Linked DNA regions of Mus musculus: region 1 is linked to region 2. A link is a contact called in public HiChIP or PLAC-seq data. All regions are on one chromosome and are shown on one strand. Each heading gives the region's core, a stretch centred on a gene start, on an enhancer-like site or on the middle of the called end of the contact. The rest is flanking DNA. Distances are from core to core; before and after follow the strand shown. Region 1 overlaps Gm45950 (a long non-coding RNA gene). Region 2 holds the start of Msh6 (mutS homolog 6).

Region 1 (5,679 bases), core at 3,110-5,609, 100 kb before region 2:
CATTAAAATAAGTCAAGAAGAAAGTTGATCTGTATCAGGAGAGAAACATATACTGGGATGAGGCGTAAATGAGCTTTGTAATGACTGTCAAGTTCTAGTTCCCTCTTGTTAGGACAAGATGCTTTCTGGGTAGTGCCCCGTTCCCAGCTCCCGAATCCCAAGCATGCACTAAAAGCTGTCCGCCTTGATGAGCATCTCTGTTTACTTTCTAACTAAGGGGTTTTAACTCAGGCTATTAGAACACGGGGAGGTGTTTAATCTGCCCATCTGTTTTCAGAAGTCTGACTCCTTTCATTTGTGATCCTAGGTAAGTAGTAGCTTGAAGGGTTTTCCTTACATACGAAAGATCAGTTCCCTAATTGCCAATTTCCATGTGATTCAGGTGTCAGAGGTTGTCCTGAAATTGGGGGGTGAGGGGACAGAATCAGATGAAGTGAGGTTCCCTGATGATGGCAGCAAAAGAAAGATTTTCCTTCCTTCCTTCCTTCCTTCCTTCCTTCCTTCCTTCCTTTCTTTCTTTCTTTCTTTCTTTCTTTCTTTCTTTCTTTCTTTCTTTCTTTTGTTCTCTCCTTCTTTTCTTATTTTTTCTTTTTTGAGGCAGGATTTCTCTCTGTAGCCTTAGCTTTCCTAGAATTCACTCTGTAGACCAGGCTGGCCTTGAACTCAGAAATTTGCCTGCCTCTGCCTCCTGAGTGCTGTGATTAAAGGCACACTTCATGACGCCCTGGCTGCTGCCTTTTTGTTTTGTTTTGTTTTGTTTTTATCTCTGTGCCCACCCCTCCTTTCAATAATCTATATGAATTTTCAAAAGGAGCCTTGGAGAACAAGAGCTGTGTCACACTGAATCACACAAAGTAGGCAGCAGTAGGGTGACAGAAAAAATTGGCTTCAGTCATGGGGAGGGAGATTTGAGGAAAGGAAAATGCAGGCCCTTCAAGCCAATAGCCTTTGAATACCTGAGGACACAGAGAAATTAATTTTCTGTTGATATAAAGTATACAGTTCTGGGCTGGAGAGATGGCTTAGTGGTTAAGAGTACTGACTGCTCTTTCAAAGGTCCTGAGTTCAAATCCCAGCAACCACATGGTGACTTACAACCATCTGAAATGAGATCTGACGCCCTTTTCTGGTGTGTCTGAAGATAGCTACAGTGTACTTGGTCATAATAATAGATAAATCTCTTTTTAAAAAGTATACAGTTCTTTTTAGTTAAAATAAGTTCTTACACACACTGAATATAGTAATATTGTCACTGCTTTGGAATAATCTTTCATTTCACACTTTTTCTATCTCTGGAACAGCAAGAGTTACTCACCAAGCAGGAAGGTCACTCACAGTAGCAAAGTCTTACTCAAAATGGATTTACAAGGGCTGAAGAGATGATTCTGTGTTAAGAGCACTAGTTGCTCTTGTGGAGGACCCAGGTTTGATTCCCAGAATCCCCATGGCTGCTTACAACCAGTAAGCAGGTTCCAAGAAACTGTATCCCCTCTTCTGACATCTGCAGGTGCCAGGCATGTGCATGGTGCGTAAACAGACACGCAAGTAAAACACCCACCCACATATGTTTTGCTAGTTTTCATGTCTTAAAAACAGTTCTAACTTTTTCAAAGTGCTTTCTCAATTTTTCTTTGGGGAATTTGTGAGCTAGGATAACCTCTTGTAAAACATTTCAAACGCAGAAAATAACCTGTACATACCTGCAATCCCAGCACCAGGAATTGGGAACAGGAAAATCAGGAGTTCAAGGCCAGTCTAGACTATATAAGACCCTGTCCCAAAAGATAGATAGATGGAGCCAGAAAAACACTCAGCCAGTGTATTGGACACTGATCTATTGCTATGAAGAGTTACCATAACCAAGGCAACTCATAAGAAAGAAAGCATTTAATTGGGTACTTGCTTGCAGGCTGGGAGGTTTAGTCCTTTCTCACTGGGGAACATGAAGGGCAGGCATTAAGGCAGTAGCTGAGAGTTACATCCAGAGAGAGAGAGAGAGTTGGTGGGGGGAGAGGGAGAGAGAGGGGGGGGATTCTGGGGACTGGTTTGGGTCTTTGAATCATCAAAGCCCACCCCCAGTGACAAACTTCCTCCAACGAGGCCACACCTCCTAAATGCTTATAATCCTATTAAAGAGTTCCATCAACTAAGCAGTCAACTATATGAGCACATGGAGAGGGTGGGGAGGGAGCGGCCCGTCTTATTCAAACTACCACAGCCAGTAAAGTTTTTGACTTGCAAAATGACAGCCTAAATTCAATCTCCTCAACACAGAGTAGACAGGGAAAGGCAAATTCCAAAAGTATTCCTCAACTTCACACACACACACACACACACACACACACACACACCCCGCAAATATAAATACATTAAACAAATAAATAAAATGCAAAAAGGGATGGCAGACAATAGGCTGCCTCTCCACTATAACTCTTTGAAATTTGCAGTAAAGTTCCAAATCCAGATCCTGCCGTCATCTTTTCTTCCATCTGCTTCCCGAGGGAGAGAGCATACACTCCCAGAGAGAACCGCTGCACCATTTTATTTGTGCTAGCTGACAAATGCCTGAGTTTAGACTGAATCTTCCAGTCAGTCTCCTACTCTGAAACAAAACCTTGAGACTCTTATCAGATATGCCAGAAGAGACCGAAGATAAGGCCAAGATTCAAGGGGAGTGTCCCCAATGGCCACGCCTAATTTAAGTTTTCCCCATACAGGAGTGACACTGCCTAGCCAGAGTCATGACTGGAAGCAGGGAGGGGAGAAGAGGAAGCCATTTTATATCATCAGGTCCTATCTCTATATTTTCTTACTCTTTGAGCATGACTCGCGCTCTCTCTCTCTCTCTCTCTCTCTCTCTCTCTCTCTCTCTGTGTGTGTGTGTGTGTGTGTGTATGTATGTATGTATACCAGCTTGTTGTTCCTAATGGCAGGAAATAAACGCACCAACATTAAGCCTGCAGAAAATAAGAGATGCCTTTCAATATCCTACTCCCTCTGTCGAAGAAATTGTCCCCAATGTCTCTGATCAGGTGTGTTGCTAGCTTTTGTCAACTTGATACATTCTAGAGTATTCTGGGAAGAGGACACCCGAATTAAAAAGATTCCTACATCTGATTAGCTGGGGGAAAAAAAAAAGGCCTGGGGGTAATTTTCTTGTGAGAGGGTCTAGCCCAATGTGAGTGGTGCCAACCCAGGCAGGTGGTCCTGAGCTGTGTAAGAAAGCAGCCTGAGCATGCCGTGGGAGGAAGCCTGAAGCCGCATTCCACCATGGCCTCTGCTTCAGTTCCTGCCTTGGGTTCCTGTCCAGCCTTCCCTCAGTCCAGGTGGAAGATCCCGTGAGAGCACAGAGGAAGGGCTGAGGCTTGGATGAGCGATTCGTGCTTGGTGAGCTCTGGCAGAGATGTTGAGAGTTCACATCCACCTCTCTGGCCTCCATTATTTTTAACCACTGAGTTTGACCAACTCCTTGTCACGGAGAATTGTCCAACTAAGAAAGATTAACAGCCCTCTGGATTATAACTATTGGTTCTCACTGTAACTTCCCAGGACCAAAGATCTACGCAGTTAAGCTGGCCCTCTGAAGATAGTCTATAATGGATCATTATAGATCCAAACACATCGTTAATCAACTTAACCTCAAGGCACTCTGGGACAAAACTCTGTTTTCTGAGTCTATTTTCCATTTGAAATTACATCTAGTCATAGTGTTCAAAATCGGTCAGCAGAGAAAAATACTTTCAAAAGTCCAAATAAAACAACGACAACAACAATAAAAAAAAAATGGTGAAGACAGCCTTTCCCATTGGTAAATTCCCAGGAAAATTCAATCCAAAATGGAAATTCCTCTTGCTGTTGTAAGTTGAACTCTGAGGGCTCGATGCTAAATCTCCTTGCTTGTTTAATCGCAGAATGCTGTTCTAGAACCCATATAAGAAATGTGTATTGTTACCCATCAAAGGCAACCTTAGCATTCCGTGGGGGAAGGGATTAACGCAGGCAACATAAGATGAAGCCAACTATCTCCTTCCTCCCTAGCAGGATGCCTATCAGAACATGACCCGGCTCTAATCTGTGATTTTTAAATTCAGTTTGCATTTCTTCTCGTGGGGTTAACTGGGATGCTGAGTTTTCAGTCTCCACCTAGCTGACTTCCTGTGTGAGCTACTTTTCTCACTGTGACAAACTAACTGCCAGACGAAAGCAACCTGGGGAAGACTTCATTTTTGACTTACGGTTTATAAAGCTCATGCTGGCTAGTTTTACATCAACTTGAACACAACAGGGCCTCACAGAGGGGAGGAGCCTCTGAGAAAACGCTTTGTAAGATCAAGCTGTAGGCGAGCCTGTAGGGCATTCATTAATTACTGATCGAAGTGGGCGGGCCCAGCTCGTTGTGGGTGGGGCCATCCCTGGGCTGGTGTCCTGGGTTCTATAAGAAAGCAGGCTGAGCAAGGTTTGAAGAGCAAGCCCCTAAGCAGCACCCTCTGTGGCCTCTGCATCAGCTCCGGCCTCAGTTCTTACCCTATTTGAGTTCCTGTTCTGACTTCTCTCAATAATAAATAGCAATATGCAAGTATAAATCAATGGGACCCTTTCCTTCCCGAGTTGCTCTTGAACACCGTGTTCATCCACATCAACAGAAACCTTAACTGAGACAGGGAAACAGCCAAGCAGCCAGTGGAGGCACGCGAGGTGGAAGGAACACCAAATCACATTGCTCACTGCAGTCTGCAGGCAGGAACAGAAAAGGAACAGAGAGGCAGCGTTATAAAAACTCTGAGCCCAGGCGGGGCGTGGTGGCGCACGCCTTTAATCCCAGCACTTGGGAGGCAGAGGCAGGCAGATTTCTGAGTTCGAGGCCAACCTGGTCTACAAAGTGAGGTCCAGGACAGCCAGGGCTACTTACACAGAGAAACCCTGTCTCGAAAAACCAAAAAAAAAAAAAAAAAAAAAAAAAAAAAAAAAAAAAAAACTCTGAGTCCAAACCCATTAATCCATTTCCTATATTCCTATAAAGGGGGCTCCATCTCCTAACAGTTCCATAGCCTTCCAAAACAGCACCACTACTTGAGAAACAAATGCTTAGGCACCTGAGCCTGAGAGATACATTCCCCTCCCCTCCCCCACCCGCTTAAGCCATCTCATAATACAAACGCATTTGTTCCCATGTTTAAGTTCCTGCATAATCTTTTTAAAATTTTAATTATGTTTTAATTTATTTCTTTATTGTAGTATATGAGAGAGAGAGAGAGAGAGAACGAGAGAGAGAGAGAGAGAGAGAGAACAGATAAAGTCAGAGAGGGTTTGTAGAAGTCAATTTTTCTCCTTGTGTCATGTGAGTCCTGAATACTCAGCTTTAAGGCCATCTCTCTGGTGCCATGCCTCCGAACAGCCCCAACACTTCAGCAATCCAAAATCCAAGTCTCTTCGGACATTCAAGGTACTCTCTTAGCTGTGCGCCCCTTTCAAACAAAACAAAGAAAAAGCTACAAACTTTTATTTATTTTATTTTATTTTATTTTTGGTTTTTTGAGACAGGGTTTCTCTGTATAGCCCTGGCTGTCCTGGAACTCACTCTGTAGACCAGGCTGGCCTCGAACTCAGAGATCCGCTTGCCTCTACCTCCTGAGTGCTGGGATCAAAGGTGTGCGCCACCACGCCCGGCACAAACTTTTA
Region 2 (5,302 bases), core at 1,792-4,291:
AGAAGTGCTGTGGCTGGCAGGCATGCGTGTGCAGGTACAGAAGTGCTGTGGCAGACATGCGTGTGCATGTAGAGACAGAGGCTTCACACTCACGTTAGCAGGCTTGGCAGCAGCCACTCTACCTAATAAGCCATCTTGCCAGTCTCAGATTTTTCACACAATACTAAAAGCTTAGCTTTGTGTGTATGCAAGTGTGCAAATTATATATACACAAGGATATGGGGACCAGAGGTCAACCTCAGGTGTCATTCCTTGGTTACTAGCCACCTTTTTTGTCTTGAGACATAATCTCTCACTGGCCTAGAACTTGCCAAATAGAGATCTGCCTCCCCAGTGCCAAGGATATCTGCCACTATTTCCAGCTTATTTTCTAGGTGGCTTCCTTCTGTGCATTTAACTAAAACTCTCATCCTTGTAATCCATCCAATCTCCCCAGCCCTACAAACACTGATGATGCACAGCCTCGATTCCAGCACTTAGAAGACACGGGCAGGGCTGGAGAGACGGTTCAGCAGTTAATTCTACTCTTCCAGAGGTCTAGAGTTCAATTCCCAGTAACCACATGGTGGCTCACAACCATCTGTAATGGACCTGGATGCCCTCTTCTGGTAGTGTGTCTGAATAGAGCAATGGTGTTAAAAATAGATTTATAAATCCAAAAAAAAAAAAAAAAGACAAGGATAGATTTCTGTGAGTTCATAGCCAGCCTGAGATACATATAGACTCGGTTTAAGAATGAAAGAAGCAAGGCATGGCTGAGCACATCTTTAATCCCAGCACTTGGAAGGCAGAGGCAGGCGGATTTCTGAGTTCGAGGTCAGCCTGGTCTACAAAGTGAGTACCAGGACAGCCAGGGCTGCACAGAGAAACCGTCTTGAAAAACAACAACAACAAAAAAAAAAAAAAAAGAAAGAAAGAAAAAAAAAAGGAAGGAGAAAGGATTAAGAAGCCAGAGTGATGACTCAGCAAGTTTTAGTACCTGGGTAAAAGTGCCTCTCACAAATTGTACTGAACTCCATACACACCCTGTGCCATTTACACATCTCCCATACCCATCTCCTATACCCCCCATAAATAGTGTAATTATTTTTTAAGAAGAGTTAAGGCGGGGCTGGAAAGATGGCTCAGCAGTTAAGAGCACTAACTGCTCTTCCAGAGGTCCTGGGTTCAATTCCCAGCAACCACATGGTGGCTCACAACCATCTGTAGTGGGGATCTGATACCCTCTTCTGATGTGTTTGAAGACCGCAACAGTGTACTCACACACATGAAAGAAAGAAAGAAAGAAAGATAGAAAGAAAGAAAGAAAGAAAGAAAGAAAGAAAGAAAGAAAGAAAGAAAATAAATAAGTCGGGGTATCCAGGCGTGGTGGCGCACACCTTTAATCCCAGTACTTGGGAACCAGAGACAGGTGATCTACAGAGTGCATTCCAGGACATCCAGGGCTACAAAACCCTGTCTAAAAAAAAATACCAGTGAAGATATGGCCTAGGCGATAACGCAAAGGATGGCCTGAGTTTTATCCACAGGACGGTTGGTGGAAGAACCAACTCTTAAGTTGTCCTCTGATTTCCACAACCTACTATAGCATGCATACACACATATACACACTAACAGGTAATTTTAAAAAATATAGAAATAATGGGGCTGGAGAGCTGCTCAGCAGTTAAGAGCACTGGCATTCTTCCATAGGAACCAGGTTTGATTCCCTGCACCCACCCAGTAGCTCACAATATCTCTAACTACAGAGGCTGAGGTCCTCCTCTGGCCTCTCTCAGGCAGCGTGCATGCACATGGGCACACATACATACACGGAGGCAAAATACACCTCTGTGTTTACCTGTGTCTGAACTGTGTCCTTTATAGCCAAAGGGAAGGAAAGAAATTAGAGATCCAAAATCATTTTCTCTGCCCCAGGAGCATACGCCAGCTCTTCCTGGTGCCCAAGCTGAAACTCCAGAGTACTGGACTCCAGAAAGAACTCTTTACATTTTAAATAAGTCGCTGCACACTTCTTAATCCCAGCAGAGGCAGGTGGATGTCTGAGTTCCAGGACAGCCAGGGCTACACAGAGAAACTCTGTCTCGAAAAAAAATGAAAATAAATAGATAAAATAAATGTCTCTAGTCGTTCCTACAAACGACAGCCAAATTTACAAAGTGCGAGTACAACTCCAGGCAAGTTTCCCCCAGTAAACCTTCTTGCCCAGGGCTTGCCCAATACTCCGAAGACCCACTAACTGCGAAAAATCTCCCGCACTCTTCCCTCCTGTGAAAAGGTGGGTTAAAAAAAACTGTCGTCCCAAGCCGGAGCGCCGCTTTCACTATCTACAAACTTCCACCTGCAACCCGAGTTTCCTCCCACCGTAGGCTCGCCACCCGGAGGAGCTCCCTGCCCGATCCGATCCGCCCCGCCCCCTCAGGCCGCGGATCGCAGCAGGACACCCACCGTTCCCGCTCCGGCCACTTTGGGGGAGGGTGTCTCCGTCCCCGAGCCTCCCGAGCCTCCCCACCCCCACAGTGGGAGTGCGCTCGCTTGCTCGCAGCGTCCCCCGAGAGTCCCGGGCACCGGCCCCGCTTCTCCCGGGCCGGCAGGCCGCCCCTCCTCCCGCCGCCTGGCACGGAGCAGCCTCCCCCTCCTTCCGGGAGACCCGCGCGCCGCCGCAGCCCCGACCGAGCCGGCTACCTGGGAGGCACGGCCTGCGCGGAGGAGGAGGCCCTCCGCAGCCCTCCGTTGAGATCCTTTGCCTCCGGCGACGAGGCGGATACCGCCGCGGACCGGGACCCGGGTTCAGCCTCGCTCCAGGCCGCATCCCCGCCGCGGGAAGCGGAGGCTCCAGAGGCAGCGGCACCTTGGCGTGAGGCCTCGGCCGCGGCCTTCTTGGTGTCGCCGAGTGCCGGGGACTTGGGGAAGAAGCTGTACAAGGTGCTTTGTCGGGACATGATGAAGGCTGACGGGCAGACCGGGCCACGGCTCCGAGCGCCTACAAGGATCGCATCCACCGCGCGGCCGCCGCTGGCGGGAAAGTCGGGAGGAGGCGCGTCCTACCCGAGCATCCGTAGCCCAGCGGCCAATCCGAAGGCGTGTCGGCCTGCGCGGTGGGCGGGGCCCCGCCCGCGACGTGCCCTGGCGTAGATGGGCGGGGCGGGGCGGGCCCAGCCCCCAAGCTCGGGTTGGCGGGCCTTGAGACTGAGCCTTTGCAAAGCAGTGGAGCTCGCGGTGGCTACCCGGGCAAGTATGCACCAAGAAGACGGAAGTGGCTTGCGCGGTTGCTGGAACGGCGGGGTGCACCCTGCGAGAAGCCGCGTCGAGCTCGCTGCGGAAACACCTGGCCCTGCGGGCGGTCCTGCGGTTGGACTGAAAGGAGCTGAGAAATTGGTTGTTGCTGTCTGCCACGTACGGTGCGTTCGCAGAGCATTGTACAGAGCGGCACTTGTGAATGCCAAGTGCAAGAACAGCTATCCACAAAACCAGCTACCCACAAAACTTTCCTTGGCCCGTCACTGCCTCAACTAGTTTACGCCTTACTATATGAGATGGGCAGTTAAGGTCCAGTCTTATCTGAGCCCTTTAGCATAAGTGTGCAGAATTTTTTATATTTTAGAAACTGAGATTGCTAAGGTAATGTTGAGCGTCAACGCTTGGGCCCTAGCAACCCTAACGAGCTAAACTCCCACTCATCCTCAGTAGTCGAATAATAGAGAAAATAGCAAAAAAACAGATTTTTTTTTCAAAGGGCCACATTAGGAAGATAAAGTTCAGCCCCCCCCCCCCGGAAGTTCATCTTTGGGGGTACTGACGTGAAGTTTTGGTTTAAACCGGGCGACGGGAACCAGAATGGTCTTGTAAGAGGTGGTCTGACCCACCATAATCTCTGCTCCAGACTGTCCTACATGGGGATTCAACGAGCTTCAGATACTTGAGAAATCTCTTTCCAGAAACCAAGTTCTTCCTCTACACTAACTCGAAGCTTTGTCTTACCCCTTCCCACCAAAAAATTCCTGGAGAAATTCCAATTCTTTGGAGTCCATTATTTCAATTGCCTGATAGCCAAAGGGAGCCAAGTGTTTCTCCTCAGAATGTCTTCCTGCCAGGTTGATTACAGGGCGTTTTCGAAAATTGGAGCTCCTATTCAAATTCAAGAAATTGGAGCTGAGCGCGAAGGTGTGTGCCTTTAACCCCATTGTTCCAGGCAGAAGCAGGTGGATCTCTGAGGTCAAGGACAACCCTGGCTACAGTTACAAGACTTGCCAGGGTTTGTTACACGGAGAAACCCTGTCACAAAAAAAAAAAAAAAAAAAAAAAACCAAAACAAAAAAAACAACTAAATCAAGAAGGAGAGAGAGAGAAATTGGGAGACTTAATTCAGCTCTAAGTAAGAATGGACTTAGCTCTGGCTAGCAATACCTTCACTTTGGTAAAAGGGTAAAAAGATTTGCTTTGTTGGACAAAACCAGCTCAGCCTGTAAAGGTGCTTTGGAGTCCAGCTAGAGACCTGAATTCTATCACTAGAATCACACTGTGAAGGATTGCTGCAAATTATCCTCTGACCTCTATACTCAGGCTCCATAGGCTTGGGGTGGGCACGGTCACGTGCACACGTGTATACGTGTGTATGTGTGTGTGTGTGTGTGTGTGTGTACACATACACACACCAGCCTAAAAACAAAAGAAACTTGGTATGGTAGGCCACACCCTTGATCTCAGCACTTAGGAGACAGGGGATCTCTGTGAAGTTTGAGGCTGTTAAGAGATGTCCCAGAGAAACTACCAAGCTAGACCACTTTGTAGACAGAAAGATTCCTTTAGAATCAAACTGCTAAGGCCAGTCTCTTGGGACAGAGATAGGAGCAGCCTGTTGGGAAAACAAGCAGACTTTGTGACGGGGTGGAGGTGGGGGGAAATCTGAGCTGATAAGATTATTCTGTTTTTCGGATAGGTTAAAGCAGGTGGCATTGCCTGAGGTAGTTGACCTTCCAGGAGGGAACGTTCAGGGAGGTTCTTGGTGAAGAGAAACTACCTTAAAAGATTTGCTCTGCTAATAAACAGAAACCTTTAGGCTTGTTAATCCAGTAAGTCTTTCTGTTTATCCAAAGGCCTTCTGTTTAGGACAGTGTCACCAGCACTCTCCGTGGGAGTGGTGCTTTGAACCTGGTAGAGGCCAGCCCTGTCTACACAATGAGTTCAGGCCAGCCAGGGTTATGCGGTAAGGCTCTATGGCAAAACAAATAAGTAATTAAATTAAATTTTTAAAAAGAGTAAGTGGCTGGGCGGTGGTGGCGCACGCCTTTAATCCCAGCAC

What was found. HiChIP or PLAC-seq counts read pairs in DNA pulled down with a chosen protein or histone mark.
Region 1: a contact with region 2 is called in an H3K4me3 HiChIP or PLAC-seq map of embryonic stem cells, with 6 times the contacts expected there. The contact joins the enhancer-like site here to the promoter of Msh6 in region 2. A contact is called at or near these places in 1 of 39 promoter capture datasets (stem cell-derived epiblast-like cells), 2 of 484 Hi-C or Micro-C datasets (the G1E-ER4 cell line and muscle stem cells), 5 of 115 datasets of contacts at active chromatin or transcription factors (the SCID.adh cell line, bone marrow-derived macrophages and embryonic stem cells) and 3 of 9 other capture datasets (adipose tissue, liver and pancreatic islet).

What each region holds. Positions count from the first base shown.
Region 1 is chr17:88,078,656-88,084,334 of GRCm38.p6, reverse strand. The region is part of intron 1 of Gm45950 (a long non-coding RNA gene); the gene reads right to left. Among named protein-coding and RNA genes, the nearest start is that of Gm45950, 15 kb to the right of the region's middle. Within about 2 kb of position 4,359, at least 9 of the 459 cell types and tissues checked have an H3K27ac peak or open chromatin away from gene starts, as enhancers often do. A contact at or near this core is called in embryonic stem cells, where this site is marked.
Region 2 is chr17:87,972,789-87,978,090 of GRCm38.p6, reverse strand. Msh6 (mutS homolog 6) reads right to left here and starts at 3,041. Exons shown (of 10, transcript NM_010830.2): 1 at 2,686-3,041. The coding sequence starts at 2,942.